2 separate regions of the Bos taurus genome follow, and region 1 is linked to region 2. A link is a contact called in public Hi-C data. All regions are on one chromosome and are shown on one strand. The core of a region is the stretch at or near the end of the contact, and the rest is flanking DNA. Distances in the headings are between cores, read along the strand shown. Region 1 holds the start of ZFP36L2 (ZFP36 ring finger protein like 2). Region 2 has its middle 76 kb from the start of ZFP36L2.

Region 1 (6,129 bases), core at 2,348-4,847, 77 kb before region 2:
TGGTTGCAGTAACAAAAAGATTCTTACTTAGTATCACAGAAAACATTTATCCATTTTAGTGATTTAATCTACAAACCTCAGGATTTTCTGCTTTTCTAAATCCAGCCCTCCCCACTTCCTCAGACACCCAGCAGGTGTCGCTATTGCATACGTTTTGCTGCTGATTTTGTTTTTCGCTGCCGCTGCTAAGTCGCTTCAGTCGTGTCCGACTCTGTGCGACCCCATAGACAGCAGCCCACCAGGCTCCCCCGTCCCTGGGATTCTCCAGGCAAGAACACTGGAGTGGGTTGCCATTTCCTTCTCCAATGCGTGAAAGTGAAGACGCTCAGGCGTGTCCGACTAGTAGCGACCCCATGGACTGCAGCCTTCCAGGCTCTTCCATCCATGGGATTTTCCAGGCAAGAGTACTGGAGTGGGGTGCCATTGCCTTCTCCTGGCTTACCGTTTTTAATTTGTAATTTCAGAGTGTCACTCAAAGACAGTTATCTTGAAACTCATAGCTTGGATAGGTCATAACCTCATCCACGTCCACTTCATCCTAGTTATCTGAAGAAACCATTTCAGTAATTGAATGTACACTTGGTTCAGCTTTTAGAGTCTAAATATTTTAAAATACTTCACAGGTGAGCAACCAGTTATAATTATTTTATTGATGTTTGAGGGTTTGATCAGGCAGTTTAGAGGGAAGAGGGTTTGATATGATCATTTCCTACTGCAGAAAGATTTATATTTCAAATATAATTTGTTTCTCTTTGAAAGAAAACCACCTAACACTAAATAAATAGAGCCTACTAGTAAAGAGCTGTAGGAAGAGGCATGGAAAGAAGTTAATTTAGTGTCCAAAGTTTTGTCCTAAAAAGAACAGGAAATTCCCTGGTGGTTTTGCACTATTCAGCTCAAAATGTGTTTGTTGTGATCCTGAATTAATTACCTGGTTAGGCATCTGTGTATCCCACACTTGATGGAAAGTTGCCAGCTTAACATTTCTTTTTGTTCTGAGAAGACACGGCTGGTGAGAAGTCAGGTAATTGTTGGTACAACATAATGATAACCATGGTAGAATAATTATGAAACTGGCTCTAATAAACAGCTCACTGGAAAAGGCCAGCATACCCTTTTTCTCCATTTAAAATGAAATAAAAGCAGTTCTATAATAATAAAAATATTTTTACCAGCAGGTACTCTGTACCAAAGCATGTACCATAGCATGTTTGCATACAAGCCCCAAAGTCTTCTACCCAACTCGCAAAGTGGGTGTTCTCATAGGTGTTGACTGGGACTTACCCCAGATTTTGATCTTGGCTGGCTGTCACCAGCTTGGGAGTACAGGAGAGGCACATGTTTCCACTGGTTTTTGTATGTGAAATCTCGTCACTGACCCTCAATAGCAGGGGTGGTGGCCTGGGAAATGGCTGTTTCGCACTTTGCTGATGCATTCCCAGGGCAATTCAGAATACCCCACTGTCAGAGCCATCCTCAAACTCTTTGCGTTTGGGTTCATTTCAATAAGGAACAAAAACAGGGTCAGGGTTCTTGGGTATTCTAGGCTACAAGTGTCCGCCACGAATGCCCAGCCTTGTCTAACGATCAGTGTAGGCTGGGTGGTGAGACTAGTCACTTCTTCTGAGGTCACTGCCCTTGGCTCCAAGCTGGAGGGTCCGAGATCTGGTGCCCTCTCAGCTCTACATTCACCATTCTGTGGACCTTCACCCATCTAGCCTTGATCCGGAGGTCTGACTTGCTCCATTTTTTTGCTTTGTCAATTTAATAAGATGGAATACACTTGTTTATCTTTTAAACACCATAACAGATAACTCATTTGCATTGGCACCTTGACAAAAGGTGATATATTAGTAAAGCAGGAATTATGTTAGTTTTACAAGGAAACCCAGGTGCCCAAGTGATTATGTGATTTGTCTAAAACCATGTGGTTTATAAGGGAAGGAGTCTGAACTCCAGCCCTATGTTTCTGATCCTGAAGTCCTTGCAGCCCTGCCCTGGCTCAAGCACCCTGGATGGGTGGAGAGTCCAGCAGTTGGCTCTGCATGCAAGCTGAACTTGAAGGAGTTGGTTTCCTGAGAGACAGGCCTAGTTCATTCCTTCCCAGGGTATTGAGAGAGGGAGTGAGTGCAGCGGAATGTAAATAAGCACAAGGATACACAGCCAGAAATAAGATCAACTGGGCAAGGGGGCGTGGGTCGCGGGAGCTTCTTTCCCTGGCAGGTACTGGACCTTCCAATTTAGGCCCAGTAACAGCCTAGGCTGCCAGGTGTGCGAAATCATGGGCCGGATTCCAGCCTTTCAGAGGCAGCGTCTGCGGAGAAGTGTCCTGGACCGGACCCCAGATCTGACAGCGGCTTAAGCCTCACTGGGTGCTGGGGCGGGGTGGTGTCTGCCTCGCACCCAGAGGGCACCGGCTGGCAAAATCTTATATCAATGCAGGCTTCTGGGGTGTGGGACTGGCAAGAGAAGGTAAGGAGAGCCCACTAGGGGAATCATCGGTGCCCAGCCTTGCCTGGCTGAAAGTCGGCCTCAGCGGGAGCTCGCAACCCAGGACGAGCTAAGGAAGGGCGCGGCGCCCTGAACGGCTAGGGAGGGTCTAGGAAGGCGCGCCAGGCCAAGGCTGCCGCGGACGGGAGCCTCGGCTGGCAGCTGTACCTCGACCCCCAGGAAGACTGGGGAAAGCCGGACAGACCAGCAGACGGACAAGGCGGCGGGAAGTGGCCTCCATGCCTGCGCGGCTCTCCCGGCCTTTCCTCCCGTCCTCCCAGCCGGCTCTCCCGCCCGGGACGCCCCGCGCCACTCTGCGACTTTGGCCCTGGCTCAAGGTCTTGTGATGTGATTAGCAAAGCCAGCGCCTTGTCCTCAGACACTCAGCCCTGCCCGGCAGGCCTCGGCATTCAAGCCCTGTTTACTGCAGTCTGGGCGGGAAGAGGGGCGGAGAAACGGGCCCAGGCTCCTCCGGGAGAGACTGCCCAGGCGGCCGCCCGCGTGGCCGCTCCCGCCCCCACCCCCACCGCATCTCCACGTGCAGTCGGGACGCAGCCACCACCCATTAAACTAGGGCCCAAAGTCCCCGCCCCCCCGGCCAGAGGACCCTTTGCAAAGCAGCCGGGCCACGCGGACGGTTGCAATATTCTTGCACTTTGCAATTCCCGCGCCCAGTATAAAAGAGTGGGAGATAAAAGCTCCGAAATTTCGCCTAGCAGGATCGGGCGGGGAAAGACACGTTCAGGGCTGCAGAAACCCAACCACGTTAGACGTGCTGGGGATTTCCGACAGAACAGCCCCAGAGGAAGGGAGCCGTATCTTCCCGCCACCAACCAGCAGCACCCATCTGGGCCGAGATCTCCACGCCGCCCCGGGCGCCCAAGGCGGCCAGCCCCGCCCCGAGGCCTCTCCGTCCCCTCCCCCAGAGGAAAAAAATTGGCGGCGGCCAATGGGAGGCCAGGAAGGCTCCTGACGTCCGCCAGCGGGCGGGCGGCGTTGCCTGGAGACCCCGGCGGGGTCAGCGTTCTGTCCCCTCCCCTGGCACGCCCGCCCCGGAGCGGCCGCGCTCCGGGGGCTCTATATAGGGCGCGCGCTCGCGGGCCGCTGAGTTCCACCAGTCCGCGAGCTGCCGTCGGCTCCGCGCGGGGGGGGCGGGCCGGGCACCCCGGGGCGCGGAGGTGCGCTCTAGCTTAATTCTTCTTTCCCCCCAACTCCGCACTCCCGGGCACCCTCAAACCCAGTCCACGCTGCTGCCCCCGCTCCCTCTTTTCTCGGCCCCCAGCAAACTTTCGGTCCCTTCCTCGCCCCTCGCCCGTTACTCGTCGTGGCTCGGGCCCGGCCGCGCCGCCCCGAGGGCTCCTCCGGATCTCCCAGTTTCCAGCTCCGACCATTAGAGGATCCAGAAACATGTCGACCACACTTCTGTCCGCCTTCTACGATATCGACTTCTTGTGCAAGGTACGCGGGTGAGCAGGGAGCCCTTCGAGTTCTCAGGCTTGGCCTTCTGTCCTCGGCTTTGGGGGTTCTCTTCCCGCTCTGACTTTTTTAGATTGGGGAAAAATCCCAGAGTTTGCACTGTTGCTCGAGCCTTGTGGGCGGGGAGAAGGAGCAGCTGGGAGGAAAGGCAGAAGGGAGTCGCTGTAGCTGTTAGTTTCTCCGCAGCTGACCACAGCCACGCTGCCCGGGGCTTCCCGGACGGGATTTGCGCCGCCCAGGCCTGCGGCCCACGGCTGAGGATCACATGTCGCGCCGCAGGGCGGCCTAGGGTGGGAGAGTCCGGCTCCTCCCAGTGCGAACTTGATTCTTGTGCGCGTTTAAGGGTGGAAGTTGGGCCGAATCGAGATCCGAAAAAGAAAAAGAATCGGAGGGCTGGTAGTGGCTACTCCGCAACTCGCCCCAACTCTTCCCTCCTCCCTTTTCATCTCTTCCCCGCTCCCCTCCTCTTGGCAGACGGAGAAATCCCTGGCCAACCTCAATCTGAACAACATGCTGGACAAGAAGGCGGTGGGGACACCCGTGGCCACCGCCCCCAGCTCGGGCTTCACGCCGGGCTTCCTCCGACGGCACTCGGCCAGCAACCTGCACGCGCTCGCCCACCCCGCGCCTAGCCCCGGCAGCTGCTCGCCCAAGTTCCCGGGCGCGGCTAACGGTAGCGCGGCGGCCGGCGGCTCGGCCTCCTACGGCACCCTCAAGGAGCCGTCGGGGGGCGGCGGCACCGCCCTGCTGAACAAGGAGAACAAATTCCGGGACCGCTCGTTCAGCGAGAACGGGGAGCGCAGCCAGCACCTCCTGCACCTGCAGCAACAGCAGAAGGGGGGCGGCGGCTCCCAGATCAATTCGACGCGCTACAAAACTGAGCTGTGCCGGCCCTTCGAGGAGAGTGGCACCTGCAAGTACGGCGAGAAGTGCCAGTTCGCACACGGCTTCCACGAGCTGCGCAGCCTGACGCGGCACCCCAAGTACAAGACCGAGCTGTGCCGCACCTTCCACACCATCGGCTTCTGCCCCTACGGGCCGCGCTGCCACTTCATCCACAACGCTGATGAGCGGCGACCCGCGCCGTCCGGGGGCGCCTCCGGGGACTTGCGCACCTTCAGCGCCCGCGATGCGCTGCACCTAGGCTTCCCGCGGGAACCGCGGCCCAAGCTGCACCATAGCCTCAGCTTCTCGGGCTTCCCGTCGGGCCACCACCAGCCCCCTGGGGGCCTAGAGTCGCCCCTGCTTCTCGACAGCCCCACGTCGCGCACGCCGCCGCCACCCTCCTGCTCCTCGGCCTCGTCTTGCTCGTCGTCCGCTTCGTCCTGCTCCTCGGCCTCGGCAGCCTCCACGCCCTCCGGCGCCCCTACGTGCTGCGCGGCCGCGGCGGCGGCCGCGCTGCTGTACGGCACCGGGGGCGCCGAGGACTTGCTCGCACCCGGCGCACCCTGCGCCACCTGCTCGTCGGCCTCGTGCGCCAACAACGCCTTCGCCTTCGGCCCGGAGCTGAGCAGCCTCATCACGCCGCTGGCCATCCAGACCCACAACTTCGCCGCCGTGGCTGCTGCCGCCTACTATCGCAGCCAACAGCAGCAGCAGGGCCTGGTGCCCCCCGCGCAGCCCCCGGCGCCGCCCAGCGCGCCCCTCCCTGCCAGCGCCGCCGCGCCGCCCTCGCCGCCCTTCAGCTTCCAGTTGCCACGCCGCCTGTCCGAGTCGCCGGTGTTCGACGCGCCCCCTAGCCCCCCAGACTCGCTGTCGGACCGCGACAGCTACTTGAGCGGCTCCCTGAGCTCGGGCAGCCTCAGCGGCTCTGAGTCCCCCGGCCTTGACCCAGGTCGCCGCCTACCCATCTTCAGCCGCCTCTCCATCTCCGACGACTGAGGCAAGAGGGCGCCAGTGAGGAGGAGGAAGGGAAGGCCGTTCTGGGGGTGTTGGAGGGTGCCCCTGCTTAGGGGCAGGGGGCCACGGGAGTGTGGGGGGTGACATCGGCCACAAGCAGACTGCAGGCTGTGCCGAGCACTTGGACTCGAACTTGAGTGCCGGGAGGGGCCCCCACCCCTCCCCTTTCGGTTCCCTCTTCGTTTTTTGTTTTTTTATTATTATTATTATTTTTATTATTATTACGAAGTTTCATTCTTGTTGAGCGGGAAAAAAGCCAACGAA
Region 2 (6,420 bases), core at 3,596-6,095:
TTCTCTTAAGGCCTTGACCAAAACTGACACAGCATCACTTTTGCTGGTTCTGCTGGTCGAAACAAGTCACAAGACCAGCCTGGAGTCAAGGAGGAAGGGAAACAGACTCCAAGTCTTGAAGCGAGGAGCCGCATTCAATTCTGAGACGGGAGGAATTATCGGTGACCATCTTTGAGGTCATAGGTCATCGTCTTTCTGATTCCCAGTCTTCTCATCTGTAAAATGGGAATAATTCTGTCTACTTCCCAGGGTTGTTTGAGAATCAAGGAATATGTGTTGTGGTTGCAAGTCCTCGAACACAGTGATGGCTCAGTCAGCTCACTCAGGGTCTGCCCTTCCCGTTGTTTAATCTTGCTTTATAGATACTTGCTCTCTCATTCATTCATTCACTCATTCAGTATTGAGTCCTGTGACCCAAGTACTGCTCTAGGGGTGGGCATCAAAGCAGAGAATAAAACAGACAGATGTCCCTGTACTGTAAACAGACAAAAGGTATAATCAAATAAGTGGTAGGTTCAGTGGGGAGAGAAGCTAAGAACAAAAAAGCAGGGTAGGGCAATCGAGAGACTGAGCTGGGGGCTGCAGTGTTAGCTGGGGTGGTCAGGAAGGCCTCAGTGAGAGAATGTCATTTGAGTAAACCCTGAAGGCAGAGTCCTGAGGATACTCCAGGCAGAGGGAACCACTAGCGAAAAGGCTCTAAGAGGGGATTTCTGGGTGTGTGTGGAATAGCAAAGGCCCAGGGTGGCTGGAGTTGAGAGTGAAAAGAAAGATAAGAGAGGGGAGAGCAGGTCTGCATGGGTCTGTATAAAGACTATAAGGACTTTGCCTTTTACTGTGGATGAGATGCAAACATACTGGCTGGTTTGGAGGGAAGGGTGAGTGGCTGCCAGGGAGGCAGGGAGGCCAGTGGATGGTGGCCTGGTGAAGGTGGTCACCTGGACGTGGGAGAAGTGGTCAGACTAAGAACAGGTTTTTGGATGTAGAATAGGCAGGGTTTACCCATCGACTCACAGTCGAGTAACTTGGCATGGAAAGCAGGTGTTGGTGCATTCTTGTTTCACACAAGAGAAAAATCAAGCCTTGGCAAGGCCAAGTGACTTCACAATGTCGCATAGTGGCTGAGTGGTGTCTCTCGCAAGCAGGAAGGCTAACTAGGATGTGGGCACGAGTGCCATCTGCGTGTGGGTGTGGCTATGACGCACCCTTCTCTGAGTCTCCATATCTATCACCCCATCTCCACCTGTCCCCCCACCACTTTCCATCCTCCTTTCTCCTTCCACTTTGCAGACACATCTCCCAGGCTGGTTTCCAAGGGGCCTATGTGCTTCTGGCGCCCAGGGGACGCAATCTCTGTCAACGAGAGTGTGTCACTGTGGTCGTGGATGGCCTGCCTTACATGCGTGTGTGTCTGAGTGTTTGGCTATGTGTGAGGAGTACGTTGATATCTCTGGAGATATGCATCTTGGGGAGTGGGTCCTTAAGGGACTGAGTTCGTGTGTGTGAAAGTCCAGACGTGTCCTGTCTCCTCTCCCACCCACTCTCATCCTAAAAGCCCAGGTCAAGCCTCCTCCTTTCATGCTAGTTCCTGACCTCCCACTGCCCCGTCTGTCAGCATCGCACCTTGGCTAGCCCTGCTTTCTTTGGTTGTGGTCTGCCTGATTTAGAGGGGATCTGTCTTCTGGAATGTCAGTTCTCACAAACTTCAGGCAGGAGGGGCTACATGAACATCCTCGTCCCCTGGTCAACCATCAGCGTCCATCTCCTGAGATCAATTGCCCCGCCCTCCTCCTCCCAGTGGGGTGCTTGAATGGGAGAAGGGCACTGACCTCGGAAGGGTCTGGCAGCCCCAGGAGGCAGACGGGTGGTGTCAGGCTCCTTTCTCCCTATGGATGCCAGCTGACCCCCGTCCCCACCCCAGCAGCAGGATGCAACCCCACACTGCACTCTGAGTGAGCTCACAGGGCAGAGTTATGGGGGTTCTGGCACCCCTGAGACTTCTCCCCACTCTAGAAGCCTCCTGCCTAGGGCCTTCTCCCCGAGCTCAGCCATAGGCTCCTTCTAGTCTAAACCCCCTTTTTCCTCTCTGTCCCCTACTTCCCAAGACATTGGTTCCTTAGAGAGCCCTTGGCCTTTTCTGTAGGTACCACAGGGTTCTTTTTCTTTAACCCATGGACAATCAGGCCCTCACTTTGAGCAAGGCGAGCAGATGTCAGGAGGAGTGGAGCCACATCATCCACGCTCAGGCCAGCTTATCCTTCCCTCAGTCCCGACCAGACACACTTCTGCCCCAGGGCCTTTGTTCTGACTGTTTCCTTGGTCTGGAGTGTTTCCTCCCAGACCCTACTTGGCTTCCTCCTCCTTAAGCTTTTTTTTTTTCTCTTTCCAAGCTTTTGTTAAATGTCACCTTCTCAGTGGGGCCTATACAGACCATCCAACTTATCAATAATTCTGTGACCTGTGTGCATGTGGACACATACAGATGCCCTCAGAACACCCCTCTTCACATACACAGCCCGGCATTCAGACCCCCTCACACACACCCCCTCTTACCTACCTGGTACTCTTCATTGCCCCTTTTCCCCCATGGCTCCCACCAACTGCTTACATACATTATTTTATATAGCCCATCTACTGAGTCTCCCTAGCTAGCACGTTGGCCCCGTGAGGGCGGGGATCTTGGCTTTGCTCACGATGTTTCCTGAGTGCTGGGACCTGTGTCAGGCATTATAGCTGCTCCGCAGACATGTGCACTGTTGTTGTTGGGCCTGTGGCTCAGAGAGGAGCACCTGTGGGAGACAAGGCTAGGCCTCTGAGGGGCTGGGGGGCAGGGCAGCTGCTGGACCACAGGACCTGTGGTCAGAGCCGGGGGACTCTATGCCCTGCCTGCCCTCCTCCCTGGAACCACACCCCTCAGGCCAGCCCTGCACACACAAGGGGCACACCTGCACACCCTGCATCCATGGCTCCACCTCCCCCCCAGCCTGGTGCACACACCACTGACGTGGTGGCTGTGGTTACCGGGCCCCAGAGGTGCAGACTAGAGTCGGGGCATCCTGTTCTTTGTGGCTGCAGTAGCAGGTGGGGGTGGGGGACAGGTTCCCCTGCAAACAGGAGCATGCAGAGGCCCCGTCTCCTTGCATTTTTATACACACACACACATACACACATGTGCACACGCACATGTGCACACAGACACGTGGAAAGCCAGGTGGCCCCAGCAGGCTGACTGCTCTGAGACCCCAGGCATGAGAACTGTGCACCCGTCTGTAGCAGGGCCCCTTGGGTGGGGAGAGGGGGCAGAGGAAGCAGCTACGGGCTCCCTTCCCGATGCCTAAGCTCCCACCACTACTGCTCATGCCCAACACAGGGCTGGCCGACCTCGTCATCGGACCTTTCCTTTGGAGGAAGCATTGCGCTGTCTTGTCTTGTCAAAACCACAAAACCCGGTAAGAGGGGTCCCACATTCAGCCTCAGTGGGGTTATTTATCTGCAGTTGTGGGCACATGGCCAGTCCTGGGAACATACTGGTCCCTTGCTCAGAACACTGCCGTGGCTCCCCGGTGCCCACCAGGTCCAGCTCACACCCCTGATCCCAGGTCTTCCCTGCTCCAGGAAACCCCAATTCAAGGGGAGGTGAGTATGGCCTCTGCCTAGATTGAATGCCAACTCTGTGTGACCTTAGGCGAGTCACTTAACCTCCCTGTGCCCCAATTTCCTCCCTCACAGAGCTGTTGTGAGAATTATGTAGATTCATATAAGTAAAGCAATTAGTGCAGCACCTGCCGTGCAGGAAAGTTGTCCATAAATGTTAACTGTCACCGTTATTGTTTCCTTGCAGGAGGGACCTGAGGTATGGCCTCTGTTGGGGCTTGCAGCCCAGCTCTGGCCTTCTAGACTGAGCCAGAGGCGTCCGGGCCACCTGGGAACTTGTTGGAGGCTCAGAGCGTCAGGCCCCGCCTGGGGATCCTAAAGCAGCAGGTGGGCGGCAGGAGAGGCCTGCGCACCATGGCCTGCAGTCATCTGTGGGACAGGAGTCTGTCCCGCCCCCAACCCCAGCCTCAGACCAGTTCATCACCTGTGCCGTCCCTCATCTTCCTGCCTCTCAAGTCTGCTTTGCAAGGCTCCTCTCGGGACATTTAACCCTGCAGCCTCAGTTTCCTCAAGTAAGAATGAGGATAAAAATGCCCACAAGTGGGATTCACATCCAGGGAGGTCATGGATAAACAGTACATGGCCGAGGCAGAGTCAGGGCTACCCTAATTACTGCCAGCACCCCATGTCTGGCGGGTCTGTGCTAGGGTTCCTTTGGGGATGCAGGAGAGACCTGTTCATGGGGTGGGGGTCTGGGATGAACCCTAGGAGCTGAGAGGGAGCACAATGACTGGAGCTTACTCACAGCAGCCTGACGAGGGAGGAAGGAAGGGAGGGCAAGCCGAGCACACCCTGGGCCCCAGAGGAAGTTGAAAGCCGGGCCGTGGTGTGACAGTTCAAGGGCCCACACCACAGCACCCCACCCGACTCCTACCTGCTGACGTCAGTGGACTCCAGCACAGGGCCCTCCCCCAGGCTCAGGGTCTGCGAGGCAGAGTCCTGGCCTGGGGGCTCCCTCAGCTGTTCTCTGTACACAGGAGCAGCTGGCAGAGCCTCGAGCCTTTAGGTCAGCGTTACCCTCTCTGGGCTCCCTTAATGAAAGGCAACCATTTGGGCCCCTCTTAACAACACCCCATCACCTCACCTCTCCAGGTGTGGCCCTAGAGTCTACTAAGCACCTCCTATATACCTGGTGGTGACATCCACTAGCTCCTTTAATCCTTCACTAAACCCCGAGGAAGGCATTTTACAGATAAGGAAACAGGCTCAGAGAGACTAAGTAACCTGCCTGAGGTCACACAGCTTGGAGGTAGTCAAGCTGGCCTTCCAACTCAGGCCCTGTCATGAAGTTCCTCGGGCTTCGGGGTGGGTGGATTCATGCTGGAGGAGCCCTCAGAGAGGCAGGGCAACTAGGCCTCTTGTTTGTCAAGGAGGAAATGGACACCCCGCGCTGGAAGTGAGTGCCCCGGGCCATGCCACAGGCTCCTGGCAGAACAGGCAGGATTAGAGAACTTTCTTTTGGCACTGGATGCCTGGCGGGAGGGGCTCTGCCAGGAAAGTTCCTTCTTTTACTGACTCCGGGTCTCCACTCCTCAGGGAGAAGCCTTTCTGAACAGTCTTGGCAGAAGCAGAGCCGTGTCACCCTCCGTCTCCTGGCCTGGCTTTATTTTTCTTCACGGCACTCCCTGTCACTTGCAGTTTTACGTATCAGATTATTTGTTTATTATCTCCCTCTTCCTAGAATGTGAGCTCTGTGACTCGGGGAGGGCCTGTCTTGTTCCTTTGCTACAAGCTCAACAATTTTTTGTGCTATGACTGAATGAATGAAAGGAGTCAGGTGGTAAAGGGAGATGTTTACCCTCACAGGGGAAAGTTGGGTATGAAGACAAACTCGTTATGGGCAAGCTAAATAGATCATTCTAGGTGGAGCTGGGGAATGACAAGTAATTAGCAAAGGGAAGGGACCGTGCACAGCCACGCGGTCTAGCACATAGACTGTAAAGTGAACGGTGGCCCCGCCAGTTGTACAGTTCTCAACCTGTACAACCATTCATGGTGCCCCTGGGGAGGGGGAGAATCCAACAATTTAGACCCTCTCAGCAGGGCTGGGTGGAGGCAGCTGTACAGGTGCCTGCCGCTGGGGGGACAGGCTGTACCCTCCGTGAGGAAGCCACGTGGTCACGGTTAGCAGCGTGCGTCCGCTGGTGGTGTAGCCGCAGACGGTCATCCAACCAGGGGGAGCAGCTGTTCTGCTGTTAGTGATCTCTGGTGCCTGGAGTGCCCGGCGGGACCTGGTTGGGGAAATCACCCTGACACACCCCACAAACACACACCAAACGCGGTGGACAAAGATAATCACACACAGTGGGAGGGAGGGCTGTTTCCTGAACCAGGTGTGAGCTCTGGAGGCGTAGGACACTGTGTTCTGAGGCTACATCTCCATGAGGGCTCAGCGAGGAACCCAGCCAGGCCCCCTCCACCTCCCGGGCCCCACTGCCCAGGCGCAACAACCACCAGCCCGAGATGGCGGGGCTCTGTCTGTGATGAGTCACCTTGCCCACAGCGAGACTTGCTGGGAGATGTTATCAGCTCCTCTGCTTACTTAATTCCTTGGTTGACATCACCACCACCTCCGACCTCTCTTCTCGGCACTGCAGCCTGCAGCCTCTTGTGTCCTGGAAGGAGAGGTGCTGGAGGGCCCTTGCCAGAAGCTAGCGGGGCAGGTAAATCAGGACCCTCAGCTCTTTGATCTTTAGCCTCGGGTACTTGGCTGAGTTCCTTGCCACATAGGAACCTTGGTTTACCTCCCAGGAAATGCTGTCTGGAGTC

Evidence for each region. A called contact is a pair of places that touch in the nucleus more often than the background predicts.
Region 1: a Hi-C map of skeletal muscle shows a contact between it and region 2, with 12 times the contacts expected there. The contact joins the promoter of ZFP36L2 here to the enhancer-like site in region 2. A contact is called at or near these places in 4 of 11 Hi-C or Micro-C datasets (blastocyst, blood, skeletal muscle and 1 more).

What each region holds. Positions count from the first base shown.
Region 1 is chr11:25,508,212-25,514,340 of ARS-UCD2.0, reverse strand. ZFP36L2 (ZFP36 ring finger protein like 2) reads left to right here and starts at 3,597. Exons shown (of 2, transcript NM_001191191.2): 1 at 3,597-3,948; 2 at 4,441-6,129. The coding sequence starts at 3,898. The coding sequence ends at 5,847.
Region 2 is chr11:25,431,781-25,438,200 of ARS-UCD2.0, reverse strand. No RefSeq gene overlaps it. Among named protein-coding and RNA genes, the nearest start is that of ZFP36L2, 76 kb to the left of the region's middle. Within about 2 kb of position 4,845, at least 53 of the 102 cell types and tissues checked have an H3K27ac peak or open chromatin away from gene starts, as enhancers often do. A contact at or near this core is called in blastocyst, blood and skeletal muscle, where this site is marked.